Linked DNA regions of Mus musculus: region 1 is linked to region 2. The links are chromatin contacts, called in public Hi-C maps. All regions are on one chromosome and are shown on one strand. The core of a region is the stretch at or near the end of the contact, and the rest is flanking DNA. Distances in the headings are between cores, read along the strand shown. Region 1 overlaps Ky (kyphoscoliosis peptidase). Region 2 overlaps Ephb1 (Eph receptor B1).

Evidence for each region. Hi-C and Micro-C count contacts between places; a contact is called where the count stands out from the background.
Region 1: a Hi-C map of cerebral cortex shows a contact between it and region 2, with 4 times the contacts expected there. The contact joins two enhancer-like sites. A contact is called at or near these places in 5 of 484 Hi-C or Micro-C datasets (cerebral cortex, embryonic stem cells, frontal cortex and 1 more) and 1 of 9 other capture datasets (embryonic stem cells).

The regions. Positions count from the first base shown.
Region 1 is chr9:102,543,401-102,551,091 of GRCm38.p6, forward strand. Ky (kyphoscoliosis peptidase) reads left to right here. Exons shown (of 11, transcript NM_024291.3): 11 at 1-2,839. Among named protein-coding and RNA genes, the nearest start is that of Gm29387, 12 kb to the right of the region's middle. Within about 2 kb of position 1,806, at least 90 of the 459 cell types and tissues checked have an H3K27ac peak or open chromatin away from gene starts, as enhancers often do. A contact at or near this core is called in cerebral cortex, where this site is marked.
Region 2 is chr9:102,244,603-102,252,044 of GRCm38.p6, forward strand. The region is part of intron 1 of Ephb1 (Eph receptor B1); the gene reads right to left. Among named protein-coding and RNA genes, the nearest start is that of Gm31233, 38 kb to the left of the region's middle. Within about 2 kb of position 4,744, at least 11 of the 459 cell types and tissues checked have an H3K27ac peak or open chromatin away from gene starts, as enhancers often do. A contact at or near this core is called in cerebral cortex, where this site is marked.

The DNA.
Region 1 (7,691 bases), core at 556-3,055, 300 kb after region 2:
GAGATGTGCTAAGGGCAGGAAAGCAGCCGTGTGCACATTCGGATGTCCTGGCTGGGGACCAGGGATGGAGTGGGTTTGCAGGTCCAGCAACCCACATGGAAGGGTGAAGACCCCGATTCTATGTGCCTACCAGAGTTTAGCTGAGGGCCTGGAGATTGCCCCACCCCACCCCCCACCAGCCATCCTCAGGAGCCTCAAATGCCTACATAGCCCACTGGTAGCCTGGCTGATGACCTGGGCCCTGGGCAAGCAGATTAGCCCCAGCAGTTATCAGATACCAGGGATAGTGTCTGATAACAAGATGTTGCTCCTTCCTTACAAGCCAAACCAAGCTGAGGGGACCACCACCTGCCCCCTAGAGAAAGTGTTGGTCTCTGTCTCTGAGGAAAGCCCTATCATAGCCATTTTCCCTCCTGTCTTTCTCTGAGATGACAACCCCTGCCCTGAGTTCAACCTTCCTTCCATTGGGAACAGTTGAGGGCCTCTTACTTGCTCCGGCCTGTCCTAAAAAGCCTGAGCTGCCTAGCTGGCCCTCAGCAGCACCTGAGGCTGGTGTTTCCATGGCAACAGCTGAGGGGGGAAAAGCAGGCTGCTGCAAACAGGGAAGGCCTGAGGAGAGCCCCCCGACAAGAGGTTCCTGCAGTAGCATCCCAGTGCACAGATGTGCTCCAGGAGGGTCCCTACCAAATTTCAGGGTTCTAGGACTCTGCTCACTGTGCCTGTCTCAGGACCACCCCCCCCCCCAATCCCTCACTGCTCTCTAAGGAATGTCCTCAGGCTCAGCTGCCGCCAGAGCCAGCCTGGGATACTCACAGCCTCTACAGTCAAGTCTTTCCTCAGTAAGAGCCCATCAGACTCCTTCGATAAGTGGCTGACCCCTCATGCTAGATCCTGGGACTATAGAGGTGAACACAAAGGACTCAGCCATAGGCACCCGCATCTCTGGGTGGGCAGTCTGCCAAGTGGAACCTATCTGAAGACCTAGGAGCCCAGAACTTCAGCTCTTCATTCCCTTCTGCCCCTTTCCCACAGGTCCCCACTGCTACCCACCTGATACCACATAGCCCCCCTCCACCAGACTGGGTAGCCTCACTTGTGATTAGCATGGCTGCTAGGGGCTGAGCTGCCTTGGCTCATGTCCAGGGTCCTCTGGCAGTCTCAGCCCATCAGCATCTTGTCACTCACGCCTGGAAAACGCACCAAAGTGGGGTGGGGTGGGGTGGGAGGTGGCGTTGTCTCCACTACAAGAAGACGGTGGAGTTTGCACTGCCTGGAAACAGCCTTTCCTCACCCCTTTTATTTTATGAGCAGTAAGAACTGTGCTATGTTTTAACGAAATAGTAAGTGCTTCGGCGGTCCCTGCCACTCGCTAGACACAGCCGCGACAGCCACTGCTAGCCCTGCAGAAAATGATCCCCATGTTTTTTTCAAAACAGCATAATTAATCTATTCTGGAGCTTGTGGAGGATGCTACCCCACAAAACAGGAGCTGTCCTCAGCACCAGAGACCCAGACCGAGCCTCTCCCAGCGGCCCGGGTCAACCACACGCTCCGCCCTCCTCATATAACCAGGTAGTCCCTTTGTCAAGGCAACTGTAGGTGCACTCGGAAAAACGCCTGCGTTTCTTTTTACTGAAGCAAAGATACACGAAACCGAATCCAATCTTCATGAATTTTTACACGCATGCTGCTCAGCCTGAAAATTTGGAGGCTGCGTTTTGAAGGCTTTTTATTCAAATCCCCCTCTTTGTCTGCTGGTCCACGAGTCTCATTGGCCGATCAAATGGCACGAGCGCCCCCTGGTGGATCACGTGCGAAGTTGCCACCGCTGCAAACCCCCAAGCTGGCTCTTTTTATGATGTTTGTTAAAAATCACTAGGTGCTTTCTCGTCCCTTGCGGACAAGTTATGCTGTCTACGGCATCCACATCGTGGATAGTTATCCTCGTGGTTGATATGCCAATGTCAGCGTTGTCTTGCAGACTGTCAGAAGAGCCTGGGGAGACTTCCCTGGCCTGGCGTGGTGAGAAGATAGGATGGGATTAAGAATTGAGCATCTTGCCCAGAAAGCTTTTCCTGAGACAGAAACCCTGGGCACAGGAATGCCTGTCTGGGGTCGCTGTGATCACACTCATTACTATGGCAATGACAGGCTGAAACTGATCAAACTCAGCGTTTTGCCAGGCAGGCCCCAGGATGGGCGCCAGGGTGCAGAAGGATGGGGCGTGGTGAGGCAAAAGGGTGCAATTAAGCTCTTTCAGCTTGCTTCAAAAGTGCCACCAGCTCAGCTGGACTGTTCTCTGTCTGATTGTGAATATTTTGAGTTCTCCATATGTTACATTGTCCCACGAGGACGGACTCCTCCCGGCCCACAGAGATTAAAGAGACGTAAATAGATTAACTGAAGCATGAAGGATTTGAGCTAGATATAAAGAACCATTTCCTGTTGTGAAGCAGGAGGGACACGTTGCCAATAAACTCTCGGCGAAATTCTCAAAGGACTTGAAAAGGAGAAAAGTTCCCGCAGTGGTCCGGCATTTTCTTTGCCGTGCTTACTGAAGCGGTTGGGTTCTCCCTCCGCTAACTCGTAACTCTTAAACAGTACTGGTTGGCCGGCAGTAAACACCAGGTTAATGGTGTGACCATATAGCTCACTGTTGTGGGATTTCAAAGGCCGTTTATCTGAGGTCTGCCATTTCCTTTCATCTGGAGTAAGTAAAGCCGCAGAGGTGACTATTTCTCCCCGTGTGTGCTGAGTAGTGTGGGCCACTGGCTGTTAAAGATGCTGTCCTCACATTGTTGCTGGGGTTCTTTTTCAATAAAATTTATATTCATTTTTATCCAACAATGTAATTATCGATCCATCCTTATCGCTGCTCTTACAAGGAGAAAAAAAAAAAAAAACAACCAAGGGGGGAGGGCAACACTTTCATGTTCAAAGGATGCTTTTAAAAAAAAGAAAAGATCAATGTCCCCGCCATTTGAACGTGATGGGGAGATGCAAATGGGGTGTTGGGCAAATAGCGATTCCACATTAAAGAAAACATAATTAGGTCAGCCCCGGCCCTCCGAGGCTCACGTGCCTTTGAAGAATCCGAAGACCACGCTTCCTTCATTGAATCTTGTTTAACTTGAACATTTTAAAGTCAGCCCAAATTTCTTTTTAGAGTGGGAGAAGAAAAACGTGCCAAAATTTTTCCTGTCAACCTACTTTTGGGGTGCTGAATATATGCTATACGTTTCTTGATATTCACGCACACACTCGAAACTTTCCAGGTTGCCTAAACTGATTACTCGTAAATTAGACATTTAGAGGACTGGAGGAAAAAAGAAAAAAATGAAAATCTAGACACCTCTGAGAAGCTGCTGTAACCATGGAGACCATTCTCATAGCTGTAGTGTGAAGGGCAAAAAGATTTGTGTTCCCAAATCTGAGCTTATCGCATCCCTCATTGCCAGACACAAAAACCCGAGATGTGTTACACTTCATCCTTGGGGTGGGGGTTCACAGAGGAATGCAATCCACGGGTAAGGGAAGTTTCTAATGACACACTATGGAGCAATCGGAACAAACTGTCTCTAGGTCTTAGGTGCAGTAGAAGGACAAACTCTTAAATTATTGGAACGGGCTGCAAGTTCCCAACCAAGAGCTGGAATAGACTGACCTCCGATGTTTCTTCCAGTCCAGAGGCTCTGTGAAGCTGTGTCTTTGTGAACAGATGATGGCAGGCACCAGCCTGGGCTTGTCAGTTAGGCAACATCTGAAGGGCCCTGCTGTGTTAAGAGCCTGCTCCCTAAGCCCCGGGCATGCTACACCGCACGCCTTTTACTTTCCTGCGGGCGGGCGAGGGGATGCACAGGCTCAGCAGGTGGACAGACCACAGGGAACCAGCAGCCCAGACAGAGGCTGGTCCACTGTGATTTGCAGACAGAACTGAACAAGACTAAGATGTCTCGAGGAAGTCTCTTTTCTTCCACCTCATCCTCAGACCTCAAGTCAGAAAAATTATTCTTAAGGCAATCAAATTCCTGCGGAGGATGCCTAGGGGTGTCCTGTGACCTCTACCATCCTCCATGGCAAGATCTGGTCCATATGGAGGCTTTGGGGCCTTGTCTCATGTGCTTCTTCACCCACTGTGAGTGCTCAGGCCCACCACTCCCTCAGCGCCACTTCTTGGGCCTCTGTGTGCCAAGGTGGGTCCTGCCTAGGTCATTACTGTCCACACCAACCTCAGATCTGAACATCCACCCCCACCTGAGCTGTGTTCAGACAAAATGCTTTTCATGATCCTTCCCAAGGAAGTTCATGGTCTCTGGAGAAGGCACTGGTGGGCAAGGTAAGTCTTCAAACAAAAATTGATTTTAGGTCTACAATCCTACCTCCTTAAACACACCTGATCCAGCTTGATCTCTGAAGCTAGGCAGGGCCAGATCTGGTTAATGCTTCAATGAGAAACAAAGGCTTATTTTGATAGATAATCAAGAGAGTGCCCAGTCACCTCCTTCTCCTCTAGAGACATCATGTCAAGTGCTTCATTCCCAAGGATAGTGTAATGATGGCTCTTCAAAGAGGGACACAGATGAGGGGCCATGGAGAGACGTCTCCCCTGCAGTTGAGTGAGCTGTAAGCAGCAGCTTTAGTTCAAAGGCTGCCTTCCTGTGATCCTCCTGGACCAGCAATGGCATGCACTGATCACGTAGAAGCACCAGTCAGAGCCAGCATCAAGCTTTGGGAATTCAGTGTCCTGGAGACCATGGCTGTGCAACATAAAAGGCCAGCGATCGGGACCAGGTAGGCAGCACCTCAGACTGAGATGGGACATGACAGGAAGCCCCAAAGCACAGGTCCCCTGGTGAGTCCCCTGATGGTAGGGGCTATGGCGACAATCCTTAGGATAATCAATAGGAGACACCACAATCCACACTACCCTTCTTTTGAACATGTTGGTCCCTGTTGTAGCGACAGTCTTCCCTCCCTCTCTCCTGGAAAAGCCTTGCCTGGCCCTCATCCATCCTCCGGGCTCACATCATATTTGTGACTCAGAACTCTGCACAATCGGGTGATGAGAAGGGATTGGAACTTCACCACTGAACTGCAATTTTTTTCCATACAGTTTTATTCAAAAAATATTTTCATACAATATATTCCAATTATGGCTTTCCCCTCCCAGATCCTTCCAAACTCTCCATCCATCCACCGCCATGCCCTTTCTTTCTCTCATTTTGGAAAGCAAACAAGCCCATCGGTGGTGATGCACACCTTCAACCCTAGCACTTGGGAGGCAGAAGCGGGTGGATCTGAGTTCCAGAATCTCTAGGAGTTCGAGGCCAGTCTGTTCCACAGAATGAGTTCTAGGACAGCCAGGGATACAGGGAGAAACCCTGTCTCAAACAAACAAACAACAACAAAGCAAACAAAATGGCAAAGAAAAATAATAATTTAAAAAGAAAGAAACACACACATACACCAACAAAAATTCAAAATTGTGGAGCCGAAGAGATGGCTCATCAGTTAAGAGCACTGGCTGCTCTTCCAGAGGTCCTGAGTTCAATTCCCAGCAACCACATGGTGGCTCACAACCATCTGTAATGGAATATGATACCCTCTTCTGCATGAAGACAAAGCATGAATATATATTTTTAAAAACACAAAATTGGACACCATGATACATACATGAGGAGATCAGTAAAACTGAAAAAAACTGAAAAAAAAAAAAAAAAAAAGACCCAAAGCAAGATGAGACCAAAAGTCTACAAAAATAGCATTGAGTTGGTTTGTGTTGGCCACCGGCTGCTGGGTCCAGAGCTTACATGTGTGGCTAATACACCCAATGACAGTCCACTGGAGAAATTCAGTTTTTCCTTCGCGAGTGGGTATCAACTGCAGAGAGCTTCTTGGTTGGAGACAGGAGCTCCGGTCCACTTCCCCCTTCTCAGAACTGAGAATTCTTGGAACACACACTTTGGTTCTGCTTCTTGGCACACGCTGGGTGCTTGATAAATGCTCAGTAAGTGTTTTCTTGGGAAAACTGAGAAGGGATGTGAACGGAGCTGCCAGCAACCATTCCTTGAACATTTGTAGAGTGTTTCGTTTTCCCAGAACTGGCCCTTGTGGTTTCATTCAACTCTGCCTGCCACAGCCTGGATGGTGAGAGAGGCCGAGAGTCTCAGGGGAGGATCCCAACCCAGCGAAGGGGGAATGGCTGCCCTGGGGATGGGGGGGGGGGGGGGGCTGAGGGCTGGTTGCTAGTGACCTTCAGAGACAAAAGTGACCCCTTTACCTAGACCTCAACTTATTCTTGAGGCTCTCTCTGAGGGGGTGTAGGCTTAGTCTGTGGACTGTGACTGAATGCAAGATTTCTATGTGAAGGTGGGCTCAGGGCCTCCTCATCTATGAAAGACCCATGGAGTTGCTGTCCCCATATCTAACTGTGGCTTGGTCTGTTTAAAGGAGGTCTGGAACATGAGCCTGATGCTTCTGTTTGACCCAAAGTAACACAAACACGCTAAAGCTCCCATTAATTGTATCCTAACCTGCCCAGAGCTCAACCAACAAACCTAGCTGCAGGAGACTCTCTGAGGCCCCAGGAGAACCTATTATCATATGGAAAAGCTGCAAAATGGCAAGTTTTGCTAATTGGGACTAAAAGGCACAATATTTTCTCCTGGCAAATCAGGAGTGTGCTGGGCTGTCACAGAACTCATTATCCCTCTCCCTGTCCCTGCTCCCATCCTTATCTTCTCTCTGCATGTGTATGTGGTATGCATTTCTGTATGCATGCCCACATGTATGGAAACACATGTGTGTGCATGCATGTGGAGGCCCCCAAGTGGACATCAGATGTCTTCCTCAGTCACTCTCCACTGTATGGAAGCAGGGTCTCTCAATTGAACCCAGAGCTCATTGATCAGCTATTGTAGAAAGCCAGTTTACCCTGGGGCCCCCTTATTCCAGTCCCCCAACTTCTGAGGTTACAGGCACTTACTCAGATTTTGCAAGGGTCCTGGGCAGTGAACTCTGATCTTCAAGCTTGCACTTTATCCACAGGGCCATCTCTCCAGCCCCGTTTATGGATATTTTAAACAAGGTTGCTCTTGGTATTGAGTGGAAAAGAAACAGAATCGGCTTGGTTGGTTTGGTGACTGAGGGTTACTTGGACAGGTCCACGGAGACATTCCTGCCTCACTGGGGCTGAAGAGATGACTCAGTAAAGTGCTTGCTCTGCAAGCAGAAGGAGCAGAGTTTGGTCCTCAGCATCCATGGAAAAGGCCAGGTGAAAGGGCAAGGATTTTGTCACCCCAGCACTAAGGATGGGCGGATCCTTGGTGCTTATCGGCCAGCAAGCCTAGCCCAGCTGGCCAGCCTCAAGTCCCAGAGAGAGACTTTGTCTTAACACAAAGGTAGATGACACCTGAGGTTGACTTCCTGGTACACACATGTACACACACTCACATGGGTAGGGCACATATGCAAAACACACACATACAAACCATTTCCTCTCTCAAGCCAACTGTATAGACATTTGAACATCACCAACTGAAGCCCTAGGTTTACGAGGAGTCTGTGGTCCCCTCTGAGCTCAGTAGGAAAGACCCTCACAGTGACCAAAAATCATAGACCCTGGGTGGGAAGGGAGTGTTATACATATTCGCCAAGCCTGACTAATAGCCAAACAGGAGCCAAGACCAAAG
Region 2 (7,442 bases), core at 3,494-5,993:
CAAACACACCTGCTTCTTGTAGAGGCACCCCCTGCTTAGCTAGCCATGGGACAACTAAGACACAGCTCTGGGATGGGATGTAAGGAACACAAGCTCTCATGTCGGCTGTGAGATTCTGGACTTCCTACAAACAACCTCCTTGAACCCTAAACTTCTCATCTGTAACACGGATACAACATGGTGCTTCGCAAGGTTCTGTGCAGAGGCAATGAGACACTTTGGTGGAAGAGTTTCAATTTCATCCTGTCTCTGTAGTAACCATTTGCCAATGCTATCTATTATCTTTACAGAGTTGAATAAAAATTAAGATGTGCTTTTTTGAAGAAGCCGCTGTCCAGCCCTTAGCATTTACAACATCTGTCCAAGCAATAGCACATCTTCAGATGACTGTTAGAAGATAACTGGTGGCCTTACTACTAGAGATCCCACCATACAAAGGAGACAGACTATTATCTATTGAATGGGGAATCATCTCGACTGCTAGGGTAATAGGGCCAGTTTTAGATGAGTCCATCACCCCAGCCCAGGAACACCTTCTTATACACAAACACACACACACACACACACACAAGTGGCTTCTGAACCACTGGATGCTGTAAAGCATGAGTCTATAGCGGTGACTGAAAAGCTTTGTATCTCGGGCTTTATGAATTGCAACATCTCCCCTGTAACTAACTGAACTCTGTCACCACTGTCACAGCCAGTACACAGAACAGCCTATGGCTCAGGCGTAGATAAATGTGCTAAAAGAATATGATTGATGATATTTCTCTTTTTTTTCCTTGTAAATTTTGATTAACTAATTCATTATTTTGTTGTATAATAATCCAATACCCTTACAGCTACCATCGTACTCGTAAACTTCCACAGAAGTCTTTGTGACCTCCAGAAAGTCCCCAACCAGGACCCCAGGGATACTCAATGAATAAAAACAGAATTAAATACATTTCATATTCACAAGCCATCTGAGCAAAGTGTGCTCACAGAAGATGACTGGCCTAATTTTGGCCTATAATGTTGGCCTCTTGGGCTAACTGGCTTCAGCTAGGTTCAAAAGGAGTTTGAGTCCTTCCTGACGGGTATAAAGGACAACAAGAGAAACATGCCAAATACAAGCCTCATTTACCACTAATGAACTTGCAGAGGAATGCGTGTAATTAGCGTGGGTATCAGCTGGGGGTCTGTAGACTCGACACATCAATGGAAACGCATCACTGTGGGAGAGCTCAGAAGGGCGCGGAGCCCTGGGCTCTGATGTGAAGGGAACCACCAATCAGAGGCATGAGGAAGGAGATCTGTGAAGAGAAAATGCAGCATGGCAAAACCAGGTGGCAGAGGAGGGACCAGTGAGTGGACGGGCAAAGCGGACTTCAGAAGGGAAGCAGGTGACAATATGCTTAGTCAAGACAGGTCAAGGACTGCCCGGGTGTCACCTGGGAAATGGCAAGGTTCTGACTGGCTAATGTAGTCCAGAAAGACTGGAAAACAGCTAGAGATGGGGTGAGGGTCGGGGAAACCTGAATCATCAGCCCATATAACACATGCTAAAGCTGAGCCAAGATGGAAGGCAGTTATTAGAGCTTCTGAGTGAGACTATAATTAAGTCTCCAAGGATGGGGAGCAAGGACCAAAGACCTGAGTTGAATTGTGCCTACAAAAGAATACTTCCAAGATCTCATTTTCCATACTTATGAATGCGACTTGATTTAGAAACAGGTTTTTGATGTCTAATTCGTGGTTTTGGGAGATATAATGAATGATTCTGAGAGGTCATCTTAAGATTCAGGGTCGGCCCAACATTCAATACCTGGAGAGAGAACTTTGATACAGTGGGAGGACGTGGGTAAGCAAGGGCAGATATGATGGTAAATCGTCATCCATCGTCATCCATCGTCAACCTGGTTATACCTACAGTCACCATGGAAACACAACTCTGAGTGTGTCCAGGAGAGCGTTTCTAGAAAGGTTTAACCAGACTGAATTAAAAGGAGAATGCAAACTGACCACGACCATTGATCACTCTCTGCTTACTGACTGTAGATGCCACTGTGCCTTCCCCGCTATGACAGGCTATGCTCTCAAAAAGTGCTCAAAACAAACCCTGTCTCCTTTTTAAAAAAAAATTTTTTTTAGGTCTTATCTAATTTTTTTTATGTGTATGGGTGTTTTACCTGCACACGTCTGTGCACCCTATGTGTGTAATGCTCATGGGGACCAGAAGAGGACCTTGGATCCCCTTGGATTGGAGTTACAGACAGTTGTAAAGTGCCATGTGGACGCTGGGGATCAAACCAAGCTTCTGGAAAAATGGCCAATGCTTTTAACCACTGAGCCATCTCTTTTGCCCTCAGCCCTTCCTTTGAACGTTGTTTTGTCATAAAAGAAATAAGATGAATATATCTGGAATTGGAGTTATGTATCTGCAAACCAAGGAATATCAAGTAGGGAATGCTTAGGAAAGAGGAGGAAAGGGACATGGGATAGATTCTCCACAGGGGAGCAGAAAGCCCACCCTGGCAACACCTTCATTTTTTTTTTACCGTTGGCTTCTGGAACAGTGACACAACGAAATTGTGCTGTTTTAAGTGCACAGATCTGTGGTAATTTTTTTAAGAGCATCTCTTGGGACATCTTACAGTGGGAACAACACTCCCTTGTTATGGTCACAGATCAACCACTGTATCTCCCACTCGGAATCAAACTGTGACTATTCCCTACTTGCTCCGTGGCTGAATTGGCACAAATTGTTTGGAGCATCTGAGGTGGTCTCTGGGTGTGGTGATGTCCTCCGGAGCAGGCAGGCAAATGTCTAAGCCATTGGCTCTGTACTCGATGGTGTTTGCTGGCTTGGCATGACCGATTCTGATTTCAGGAGCACCAGAGCAGTGGGTTGGGGAAGTTCATTGAGGACAAAGTCCAGCTTTCAAGGTTCTGGGAAGGTTGTGGCAAAGTCATAACCCCAGGGTTTCTATGTGCCCTGAGAAAGTCTTTCACTGCCTCAGACTTCACAGGACTCTTTGGGGATAACTAGCAGAGCCCACCAGGACCCTGCAGAGAAGAGCAGAATGGGAAAGCCTGGACTCACCACAGAAGGAAGGCGTCTTGCAAGAAGGTTAAGGCAATGCCTTAAATTATAGGAAGGACTTGGGAGTGGCAGGGGCCGGGGGTAGGGGGAGGAATGGGAGGCCTGAAGACGTGTCTCCCAAACAGTAATCTGTAGAAACAGAAAAAGAATGTGTATAATGGAACATCATTTGTGTGGCCCAATTAGTTAAGAGCTAATTAACACAGGCAAACCAGTGTTTTAAAGCACAGATCCCCCTTCCGAGGTGGGGGGATGGGATGGGGAAGCAGAGATGTGGCTTTTTGGGTACAAGAACAACCTTCAGGAGCTCCCACCAGGCAAATGTCCTGGCTGCCAAAAAAAAAAAAAAAAAAAAAAAAAAGGGTCAGGCTGCAGACAGTGTTGAGTGTGGTCACAGCATGACCAGGATGCTGTGGGCTAGTAGGACCCAGAAGCCAGCCTCGGACCATTCTGATTTGTCCTCACATTGCTTAGAAAATGGCTATGAAAGAAAAGCATGGCAGGTCTTCCGGCCACTCTATCGCCCACAAAGCCACTGGAGCACCTGCAGCCTTTGATCCTCCTGTGTCGTTAGCCTTCCAGACCTCCGTCCCTATGCACACGACTTTATCCAGCAGGCGTTCTCCACAGATGTGCCTGACTGATGGATGAATCTTGTCATCTTCTAATATACTTGGAGGTGGGGGTAGGGGGGAGGCTGAGTGTGGAGGTGAGAGGCAAGCAGTGGCTGCAATGGGCAGAATCCATGATCAGAAAGGAAGCTGGGGGCCTGTGCCCTCACGGGCATGAAATGTCAGCTTTGTGGAATCTCCTGAGGCTCCTTTATCCAGTACTCCTTCCGACTCAAGCAGGAAAGTTAGCAAAGACTGGTACCCCTGATGACTGCCAACCTTCCTCCACCTGCAACTTAGGAGATCAGAAAAAAAGCTCTATACTAACAGAGGGAGATACTGACTCAGTCACTGATGGGGGGCAGGCCCTTGTAAGAGCTAAGTACCACCCATCTGGCTGCTATCTCCTTGTAAGCCTGAGAGGCTGTGGTAAACAATGCTGGGGTGGGAGGGCAGATAAGCTCCCTGCTTCAATTTTTCAGATTCTCCTTCCAAAGAGATCGTTTGTCTCTCAAGATGCAGCCCCGCCTGGGACCCAGCACTCTGCCTTGTGGTGCAAGAACTATATTCCCCAAAGGCCCCTGGTTAAGAGAAAGAGCTAGGCAAGACTGGCCCAACAAGAACATATTTGCCAAACCCAGACCTCTTTTGCTAAAGGAGCTTGAACAAATTGCATCAACACTGTAGTTAGATGCTTTGAAGCAACCTTAAAAGTTTGTTTTGCCTAAATCACAGTCAAACGTTCTTCCCTTAACTCTGGAGTCAGCGGCAGAATTAACCTCCTCCGTCACATATACTTTGAATCAAAAGACACTACTCTTGGTTTGTGTGCAATGTCTCTCTACCAACAACCTCATAGAATATCTACCTCACTTGTGAACTTTCTCCCACTCAGAGCCATCCATCCCCAGCTCAGCAGTTACAAAGGCCCAATAACTGCAGGCTTTCCTCCTTCAGCCCCTGAGTTCACCTGCTATGACGGCCCCTCCCATCCTGTGGGCCACAGCAGCTCTGGCCCAGGCTGACCCCCCCACCCACGGCAGCCCCCAATACTGGCACAGTGCTAGCAGCTGCTTTCTTTCAGGAGCTGCCTCCGTGAGATGAAAGGGGCTATGTCCCTTAAACAGAAGAGAATATTTTAAACAGGGAATTAACAGCAAATTAAACTGGTTTCATTGTGCTCATTCATGCGCAAAATGAGTGTGGGAGTTAAATGGAGAAAAACCAAACAGACCATGAGTAGCGATAATCAGAGGGCAGAATCCAGTTCCCAAAAGAAAATGATCCCTCGGAGAGAGCAGAGTACTGCATGGAACACGGATCCCAGGGTGTCCAGAGCACTCCCCTCTTGCCCACCCAAAGCCAGCATCCTTGCCAGGCTGCATGGTGCAAAGGGCCAGGGCTATTACCTTCTGTAAACGGTGTTCAGGAATAGCTTATTGCATTGCCTCCGAGTGCTCAGTCAAAACCATTAAAGCAACAACCAATGAGGTCCACAGCCCTCATAGGGCTTTCCCTTCCCAGGCACAGTTTCTATACTGGGATCTCCATGAAACTGCCCAGCCCACAAACAGGCTGAAGGGCACTCATCAGTTTCCTTGGAATTCATCAGGTTCTGGGCTTAGCAGCCAGAGAACAATAGGATTAAAGCACTGAGCAACTTGTAAGAATTTCAGGAGCCTCTTTCCTTCCAACCCTACCTGCTTCGTTTACTAGCTGATGCCCATCTCTGCAGGGCAGCTAGTGCTGCAGAACACAGATGCAGCTGGATGCGAGGGGACTCTGACCCCAGGGCCTTCTGAAAAGTTGTTTGTTGCAAAAAATGGGAAGGCTCCCATGCTGATTCATTTGTGTGTGTGTGTGGATGCCCATGCGCAGCTGTGTGCACATGGACATGTATGTGGCAGTGCACCTACACATGTGTGCATGTGGAAGGCATAATCGATGTCTGGTGCTTTTCTCACATGCTTTGTATTTCTTTCTCCTTTTTTTGAGAATTTCATATGTAAATACGCTCTCATTTTCATCGTCTCCACCTCTTCCTCTCCTACTTCAACGTAACCTTCTCCCAAACTCCTCGGATTCATGACTTCTCCTTCCGTAATCATTAGAGTTACATATATCTACAACCTCCGGCATCTCTTTAGTCTTGCTGGCATGAGCATGTCTTTAGGGCTGACCACCTACGATTGGATACCAGTCAGAATGATTACCCCTGGAGAAAAGTAATCCTTCTCTCATCCCCAGCCATTGGCTGCCTGCGGTTCTTCATCGAGGGGTGGAGCCTTGTGGGATCTCCTCCATCTACGCTGGCATGCTAACCTGTGTGGTCAGTGAGTAGCTGTGGTGTAGGCAACCATAATGTTAAGACTTAACAGAAGCATCACCCCTGCCACGTCTTATAATCTTTCCACTGTCCCACCGTGTTTCCAGGACCATGGGTTCAGGAGTTGTGTTGTAATGTGTTGATTAGGGCAAGACACCCACTGTCACTTTTTGTCTGCATTTTGGCAACTGTGGATCTCCACAGCAACTTCCATATGCTACAAAAAAAGAAGTTTCGTTTCTTTTCTTTTCTTTTCTTTTCTTTTCTTTTCTTTTTCTTTTTCTTTCTTTTCCTTTCCTTTCCTTTCCTTTCCTTTCCTTTCCTTTCCTTTCCTTTCCTTTCCTTTCCTTTCTTTTCTTTTCTTTTCTTTTCTTTTTGGTTTTCAAGACAGGGTTTCTCTGTGTAGCCCTTGGCTGTCCTGGAACTCACTCTGTAGACCAGGCTGGCCTTGAACTCAGAAATCTGCCTGCCTCTGCCTCCCGAGTGCTGGGATTAAAGGCGTGAGCCACCACCGCCCAGCAAGAAGTTTCTTTAATGAAGAATGAGAGCTTCACACCTGTGGCTGTAAGAATAGGTGTTAGGAATATGATTTGAATGGATGTTGATTTAGAAAAATGGTAGTCGTAGTCTCTGTCTAAAACTCTATGACTTCTTAAGCTGTGGGTAGCTAGCTAGGTCTACAGTACCTGGCATGAGTTCCCTCACAGTGCCTGGGCCTGAGGTCCTATTAGACAGCTGTTAATGACACCCAAGATATAAGTGGCACTATTACACCCTTGGGGATATCTTGCTAAGCCAGTCATCCTTGTGGTTCATAGACTTAACAGCTGGGTAGCACTATTGACTGCTTCTCTCTCTTAGTAGCTTGCATAGCACCTTCAGATGTTATGAAAGCTAGTCTTCAGGAAGTGGCTTCCAGGTCCATTTTAGTTCATTCCCCCAAGTCATGCGTCTAATGTGTGCAGTGTCTTCAGCTAAAGGGTCTTACCTTTGAGTCTGGGGCACAACCAACACAATGGCATAAACCTATATTATTTTTGTGTTCTGTTGACACCCCACCCAACCAAAAATCCAAAATAAGGTTTCCCATGACTGCCACTATGGTATGTGTTAGAAAGTCTATGGCTCCTTGGGGGTAGGGGAGGAGGCATTACCAACCCACCTTGCATAATTCCATTTTATACACACATGCACATTTAAGACAGGGTCTCTCACTGAATCTGGGCTTGTCAGTTCTGCTAGACTTAGCTGACCAACAAGCCCCAGGGCTTCTGACGCCCCAGGACAGAGATTACAAACATAGCAGTCACATCTAGTTCTTACACAGGTATTGTGGATCAAACTCAGGTACAAAAGCTTTACTGCTGAACCATCCCTTTATCACCTCATGCTAATTCATCTCTAATAACTTAAGAAGCAG